Linked DNA regions of Sus scrofa: region 1 is linked to region 2. A link is a contact called in public promoter capture Hi-C data. All regions are on one chromosome and are shown on one strand. The core of a region is the stretch at or near the end of the contact, and the rest is flanking DNA. Distances in the headings are between cores, read along the strand shown. Region 1 holds the start of CCDC146 (coiled-coil domain-containing protein 146). Region 2 holds the start of PTPN12 (tyrosine-protein phosphatase non-receptor type 12).

Region 1 (3,636 bases), core at 34-2,533, 360 kb before region 2:
TGAGACAGAGACCCCAGACGGTGAGCAAGGGGAAATGCAGGTGGACTGCTTGCCAGAGAATAGATTATCAAGATAATCTAACCCTGAAAAAAAACTTCATTATTGACAAAGTGCAGTGACAGAAATAGATACAAAGTGCCAAAGGAGAATATAAGGGCTTCCACAAATGTTACTTATATATTCATCTTTCCATTCAATTTATAAAATTGCTGTAATTGAGTACCTAATTCCCAAAATAGAAAAAAAAAAAAAAAGGGCATCTTCCCTTCCGAAGGGGAAAATTGTAAATTACGTTGGAAAGTCATATCCAAAAAACCAATTAAAACTGCACGTCGGCCTAATTCAAGATAGCGCTACGTGTGCCCTGGGACCCAAACCGGTTTTAACTTCACTTGCCAAACATCAGGGGCGCGCTCACTTCCACAGACGCCTGGGGATCGATGACGTCGGACACGATGATCACCTCCTTCTGCGCCTCGTCGTATGTCACCTGCAGGCCGGCCACGGCCTGCGCCGCGCCCTCCACTCCACTCACCGCCACCAGCACGTGGTTGTTGTCCGGGTGGGAGATGGGGTCCAGGGGCTTCACGGCCAGGTGGCATGGAAGCCGTGCCCGCAGCCGACCGAAAGGGCTCACCATCAGCGCCCACTCTTTCAGACTCGGGCGCGCGGGGCCAGACGGAGAGACCTCGGGCTTGGACCCACCTGAGCCGTACATCCGGGCTTGACAAGCCCCACATGCCCAGGGCACTGAGGCCTCGGGGGCCCATGCTCGCAGCTGACAGAGCCGGAGGCAGCCCAGCCCCCATCCCCAGCGGAGGGTGAACATGGCGCGCCCCACTCACGCTCCCTAGGATCACCTGTCACAGGCCAGTCTCTCCGTAGCCAGTGGACCCGGCCACTGTGCCTGCTCAAGTCAGAAAGTAGACTTTAGAGAGGGTCTGCTGACGCAAGGGCAAGGCCGCCCACTTCCCTCAGCAACTTAAACCTCAGCTGCACACGCCTTGGCGGCAAATTGTAATTTGAAAGTTCTAAGTATCACAGTGACCAGGGACTCCTCGCCTACTCCTCCCCTTTCGCAAAGGCCAATGGGATAGGTAGTTCTAATGGAGGACAGCCGTCGGAGGGCTCCTGCAACTTATAAACTACATGTCCCAGGAGGCAATGCGCAGAGCTGTGCGCGTAGTAAGAGCTGGTGTTAGATAGGACTGGGAAGGCATGCGCCCTTTCTATCAAGCCCATTAGCCATTGGAGGGACTGGGGGCGGGGGGGAGGGGAAATCCACATAAGAATCCAACTGGCCAATGGAAAGCGTAGAAGGCGCAAGATGGGCAAGTCTGTATGGTTTCCTTGGATACCGAGGACGCGATTTCTTTGGAGAGGGTGGAGTTTTGGAGTGAGACCCAGGAGGCCATATCCACAGAAAAAAATAGGAATTTAAATAAGGATCAAAACCAAGGGAAGTGATAAGAAACTGCGCTTTTAAAGGTGAGAACAAGATCAAAATAGCATTATCCTCAGTGAGTGGTTAGATCTAGACCTCACTGAACTCGTGCGCGGTACCCTGTACGAAGAATCTCTCCGCAAGAGGGTAAAGACCAGATTAGTGTTTATTGAGGAAACTCCATATTTTACAGCAAATGTAGGGATAGCATTAGAATTCCTTCCCCTTCCTGACTCTAAGTGATTTTAGGCCAGTCATTGAATGTCTATGGGTTTTAATGCTGGTTCTTAAAATGAGGCCAATAATACCTCCCTTGCCTTGCCTCAAAGGGTTTTTGCAGGGATCAAATGAGATAATGGGTGTGAACACGATGCATTGGCTACCAAACTGTTGTCTAAATTACAGTATTTTTATTTTATAGCATATACGCTAAGTTACCAAGAAAAATCTGAGAGATCAGGACTGGTGTTGACAGCAGCATTGTTCTCTTTGACTACAAAAGATCCTCAGTTTTAGGACTAAAAATATACGAGAGTGAGAGAGAGAGAGACACGGAGTGAGTCAACACAGTGCAATGGGAAGAGTACGAAACTCGTTATTTTCCTGGCTCTGCCGTTGTCTGTCTGTTACCTACCTCTATTTCTTTAGCTTTAGGTGAAGAAGGATTGTGCTAAATGACTCTGTGAGGTCTGCTTTACCATTTATTATTCGGTGGGCAATTTTAAAAATGAGGAAAGATATATTTCCTCCTTTCTATCTATCGCTCTCTCTCTGTGCCCCTTCCTCCTCCTACAAATTATTCCCTAAATTATTCAGCAAAGATACACTGCAAACAGCGACATTCAGTAAAATGCAACAGCTGAAACTGAATGCCTTAAAAATTGAAGTCCTTGGTCAAGTGCAATGACCAGAATTACTGGGAGTTATAGTGATAGAGAGATGGGCTAACGTCCTCATGGGCTCAAGTCACAGGGTTCTTTGCTAGCCATTACCTTTTTAAAAATTCACTGTTTTTCTTAAGTTATCCTATCCTTTTTCCTTTTTGCCCCAGTCCTTCCTTTCACCTTGTGAAGGCTCACGATAGGTGCAAGCTTTTAGCTTTATTTAGTATTAAGTTCCCACTGAATACTACTAGTTCTTAGCTTTGTGTTTTATTTGGTCATCATTATTCAAACTACTCTTCAAACTGTCTTTTTAATGAAAACACATGGAACTAACTTTTGAAAAAGGCATTGGTTTAAGAAAGTTGAGAATACACTCAAATTTGTTGTACACATGCCAAATATTTTTACATTAAATAGGAACTCCAATAGATAATTTTGTTTCCATGATAATTTTTCCTTTTCTTATACAAACCAAGTTAGTGGAATTGGCAACTGAACAATAACTGTTTATGTGGCAAAATCATTGCTCTACTATTTTCAAATATACAAAATAACATGAGAGAAAATCACTGAAAAATTACTTTTCAGACCATCTGGGTTTAAAATGCAGAGAATTTACTTGTAAGATATTTTTATACCTTCAGCTTTTAAATAGCCATTCCTGTGGTCATAACATATACACATGATAAGGGTGTAAGTTATTAAAAGAGTTCAGTTTAGCAATATGCATAAAGCACCTTAAATAAATGTGTATCAATGACCTGGAAATTGTCCTTTTTAGAATTTAACATAAGCATAAAATTAGGGATATTCATGAAAACTTAGTTCGAGGAATTTTGTTTTATAGGGTTACTTATGACAATAAAGAATTGAAGCAGTTTAAAAGTCCAAAAATAGGAGGTTGTTACATGAATTAGTATACATCTGGAGTATTATACATCAACTTAAAATTCTATTTTGAAGATTATTCAATGATATGGGAAATCTTCCTTGACATAACTATAAGGAAAACCCCACAATTTTCTTTCTATATATGTCTCCTTTACTCATGTAACTTCACTTCTGACACTTCCAGTCACCAAATGTGTGGAGGTTTTCCCCCACAACAAGTGACACCAGCTCGATGTCCCAGAATTTAACTAAGTTTGATACTAATGTCAGATTCCACAGATCAAGGGCTCAGTTCCAACAAACTGCTCCCATCCACTTCAGATGCCAATCACTAGTAGGTCTTCAGATTACTGACAACTTCTATCCAATTTGGCTACAAATTGGAGATTTCCACGACTGACCTTCCCAGGTTCAATT
Region 2 (3,824 bases), core at 1,268-3,767:
CCTCTGTGATCACTATGTATTGACAACCCAGTTCATTATTCTCTCTTCTTAGAATTGTTAAAACACGCATTGTCTGTATCACTCATTCGGCATTTATTAAATCATTGGAATTAAGATTTTAGTGTATTTCCCTGTCTCCTGAACTAAGCTATAAGCTCTAGAAGAAGCCATCTCTGAGACATTTTTGGTATCTTGCCCTGCCCCCACACAGCACAAACCCCTCATGTTTTGAGGTGCTCAAAAAATATGTGTAGATTGAAACAAGACCTAAATACACTAAAAATAGAAAAGTTTTTCCAAAAGAACCTAAATCCATAAAGGCACTTTACTTTTGTTTTCCCTAACCTACATGAGATGCCAAAGGTATCTGCTGATAACTCAAAAAAACAGTCGTGTTGTGAGAGAGAAGCTCACAGTGAAAGTTAAAAAAAAAAAAAAAAAAAAAAAGACTCGGAGTTCCCGTCGTGGCGCAGTGGTTAACGAATCCGACTAGGAACCATGAGGTTGCGGGTTCGGTCCCTGCCCTTGCTCAGTGGGTTAACGATCTGGCGTTGCCGTGAGCTGTGGTGTAGGTTGCAGACTCGGCTCGGATCCCACGTTGCTGTGGCTCTGGCGTAGGCCAGTGGCTACAGCTCCGATTCAACCCCTAGCCTGGGAACCTCCATATGCCGCGGGAGCGGCCCAAAGAAATTAGCAAAAAGACAAAAAAAAAAAAAAAAAAAAAAAAAAGACTCAAAAACACTAGCCAAAATAGGACTCAATAATTCCAACAAATAACACTTCCCACCTGACTGTCACTAGGCTGTTTTATAGCTTGTCCAGCATTTAGCCTTTAACAATCATCACCTAATTGGTGCATTCTTTTTGACAAATCAAAGTAGAGGTAATCTTGATCATCTGCCCAATTCTTTGCCTAGAGGCTAATTTCTCTCCTAGTTCTGGAGGAATAGGGTACCCTATGGTGTGCTATATTGGTAGCAGATCAAACCCAGCTCTTGATCTTATCTCATATCCAGTGAAACTTATCTCAAATCCAGTCTCAGTAATCTGAACAAAGTAAAATATTCCAGGCCCCTAGTTTCAAATAAAGCTTGCCTTAGAAATCAAACTATTTCTCTAAGTTAATTTTTATAATACAGGACAAAACTGTATCGTTTTATATGCACATACCTGTATATAAATGCATAGGAAGACATTTGGAAGGACACATCTGGAAGTGGTTATTTCTAAGAAGAAAAGTGGATATCAGTTGTATTCTTTCAGAGAGAAATATTCTTCTTTAAAACAAATAAGAAGTTGGATCTTGTTACTCATACTTGTTTTCGTCAAGGAGTATCATTAAATTCCACGATGCTTCTAAACATTCATCTGGAAAAAGGGACCTACCACTGATATGTTCTATTTTTATCCAGATTGCCTGACCAATCGACCTGTAAAAAACATTGTTTGTGGGCCTAAGTGACCAAAGGAAGTCCATGAATCAAATACTTCACTTCTGTCACATTATCACAAGCTTAATGCTCCTTAGAGTCAGAGGCAATATGGTGTTGTAGGGAAGGAAAAAGGATTTGAGTTCTAGTTTGGGCTCTGCTAAGAGTATGCGGGCAGACCTTGGGAAATTCACTTTCTTTAGGGTGGATAATCTCGGATTACTAGAAAATTCACGACGATGCATTCTACGAAGAAAAGCCTATTATTCAGTTCCGAGGTGCTGCGAATATAAAGGCAAGAAAAAATCCTTTCAATTCAGCAAACACTGAGTGCCTATCACATGCGTGGTATGTATTAGGACGCACCCCGCACTTCAGGCGCTCACTCGGCAGGGTTTAAACACAACTGCAAAAGGGTTAAGTCCTGTCACTGAAGAAGCATTTCGCTTCTCTTGGCCTTGGTCATTACCCAAAGTGCCAACGTCTAACTGCAGTCAACCTTAAGATGAAGACGTACCTGCAGCGAACGTGGAGTCAACGCTACTACAGTTCCCAGCATGCCACTCTTCCCACAACGCCCTCTCCCGCCCCCATTCCTGGACTCCTGAGAACCCGGACTTGTAGTCCCAACTCAAGGCTGGCGGCGACGGCGAAGCACTCTAGAAATGTGCTTTTCGCACTAGTAAGCAGTGAGACCGTAATTTCCAACTCAAGTCCTACTCCAACTGACTAGGGCTTGCCATTTAGCCTAACACCCTCATTCTAGCGCTCCTCAGACCTACTAGCTGCCGGGGTGGGACCACGCCCCGGAAGTGGAGTCAAGTCTCCCAGCCGACTGCCGAAGCTTCTTCCAGCCACTCCTAGCCCGGCCAGAGCCCGCGGGGCGGGCTCCGGGGCGTGGACTGCGGGGGCGGCTAGGCGCGGCGTCGCGCCAGGGGCGGAGCCGCGGCACGGGGCCGCGCGTCTGGGTGGCGGCGGGGGCGCGCCCGTGGGGAGAGGCGGCTGCGGCTGCTGCTGCTTGTGGGGAGGGAGGGAAGGAGGAACCGGGAAGGGGTGGGGGGGGCAGGGCGATCGGAGAGCCGTGTTCCTAAGGCGGTGGCGGCGTCTCCGACGGAGCTGGAGGAGGGCGGGGAAGGAGGATGGGGCACGCAGGGGGTTGGGGTTGGCGCTAGCCGCAGCGGCTCGCCTCGTACTGTGGGAGAGCGGCGGCTGCTCCTGCAAGTTGTAGGATCAGGAGCCGGCCGCCGCTGCCGCTGCCGCTGCCGCTGCCTCGGGCAAAGAGGAGGAGTAGGGAGCGGCGGGGGTCGGGAGGGAGGGGACGGGCTGGGGGAGCGAGCTGGGGAAGACTGAGCGGGCTCTGCGCCGGGCGGGCGGGCGGCGGGGGGGCCGGCGACCGCAGCCGGGGGGACGCGGGAGGATGGAGCAAGTGGAGATCCTGAGGAAATTCATCCAGAGGGTCCAGGCCATGAAGAGTCCGGATCACAATGGGGAGGACAACTTCGCCCGGGACTTCATGGTGAGTCCCTCCCCTCGCTGTCGCCTCCTTTCGCCGGCACCGGAGCCCACTGCCGCCTTGCCCAGCCGGCCCGGGCCGCCAGTGCTTTGTGTGCGGCTGTAAGGAGAGGGGCGGAGGCGGCGCGCACCAGCTCCAAAGGCCGGGTGGTCTCGGAGGCCAGCGGGAGGTGAGGTCGCCTCCGCCCCTCGGCCTCCTTTCCTCTCTTCCCGCGATCGCGTCCCTTTCCGCCGGCGTCTGGGACGCGAAGGGAGAGGCGGCCGGCCGAGCCCGCACTCAGCACCGCCGCCCGCGACCACCTATTGTTTCTCGGGCCGGGAGCCCGAGGCGAATGAGGTGCAGGCCGGGGGGCTAGTCTTTCCTCACCTCCCCGTCCAGACCGCCCCTGCTGGGAGGGTCGAGGCAGGGAGGAGAGCGATCTTGGCTGACGGCAGAACGTGGCTATTAAGATTGCAATTAACTCACGGGGTCCCTTTGCTCAAGCTGGGCTCAGAAGTGGGCAAGGTAGGACTTTTGCCGTTTCTGGACTGGCAATTATTATCTCCAACGCATGGGAAAGGATTGCTCGAAAGAAATCTCTTGGTTTACTCAATTTCTTTTTACCCGTCTCGTCGCTTGAGACCCTGGTTTGAGATGGTGTTGGGGTCAGCGTGACTTGAGGTCGAGGGGGTAAAGTGTATGTGTAGAGGCGGGGGTGGTTATCCTGAAGCCTACTTCAGACTCCCTAGGGGATATTGCTGAAGGCGGAGGGGATGTGACTATCACTTCCTATCCGGGGTGGGGGTGGGGAACTTGGGAACAATAGTCCTGGTGGGGCGGAGGCGACGGTAAGGGCCGAAGCCCTGAACTGGGAGATAACCTCCGAGGCCTACCCCCATCCT

Evidence for each region. Promoter capture Hi-C pulls out the DNA fragments that hold promoters and counts their contacts.
Region 1: a contact with region 2 is called in a promoter capture Hi-C map of liver, with 6 times the contacts expected there. The contact joins the promoter of CCDC146 here to the promoter of PTPN12 in region 2. A contact is called at or near these places in 1 of 5 promoter capture datasets (liver), 2 of 47 Hi-C or Micro-C datasets (heart right ventricle and skeletal muscle) and 2 of 2 datasets of contacts at active chromatin or transcription factors (alveolar macrophages and skeletal muscle).

Annotation. Positions count from the first base shown.
Region 1 is chr9:102,917,405-102,921,040 of Sscrofa11.1, reverse strand. CCDC146 (coiled-coil domain-containing protein 146) reads left to right here and starts at 1,283. Exons shown (of 20, transcript XM_021102558.1): 1 at 1,283-1,488. It overlaps FAM185A (protein FAM185A), which reads right to left and starts at 1,095. Exons shown (of 10, transcript XR_002347078.1): 1 at 397-1,095.
Region 2 is chr9:102,562,662-102,566,485 of Sscrofa11.1, reverse strand. PTPN12 (tyrosine-protein phosphatase non-receptor type 12) reads left to right here and starts at 2,517. Exons shown (of 16, transcript XM_021102557.1): 1 at 2,517-2,946. The coding sequence starts at 2,848. LOC102167907 (a long non-coding RNA gene) reads right to left here and starts at 2,310. Exons shown (of 3, transcript XR_001299008.2): 1 at 1,948-2,310; 2 at 1,171-1,226.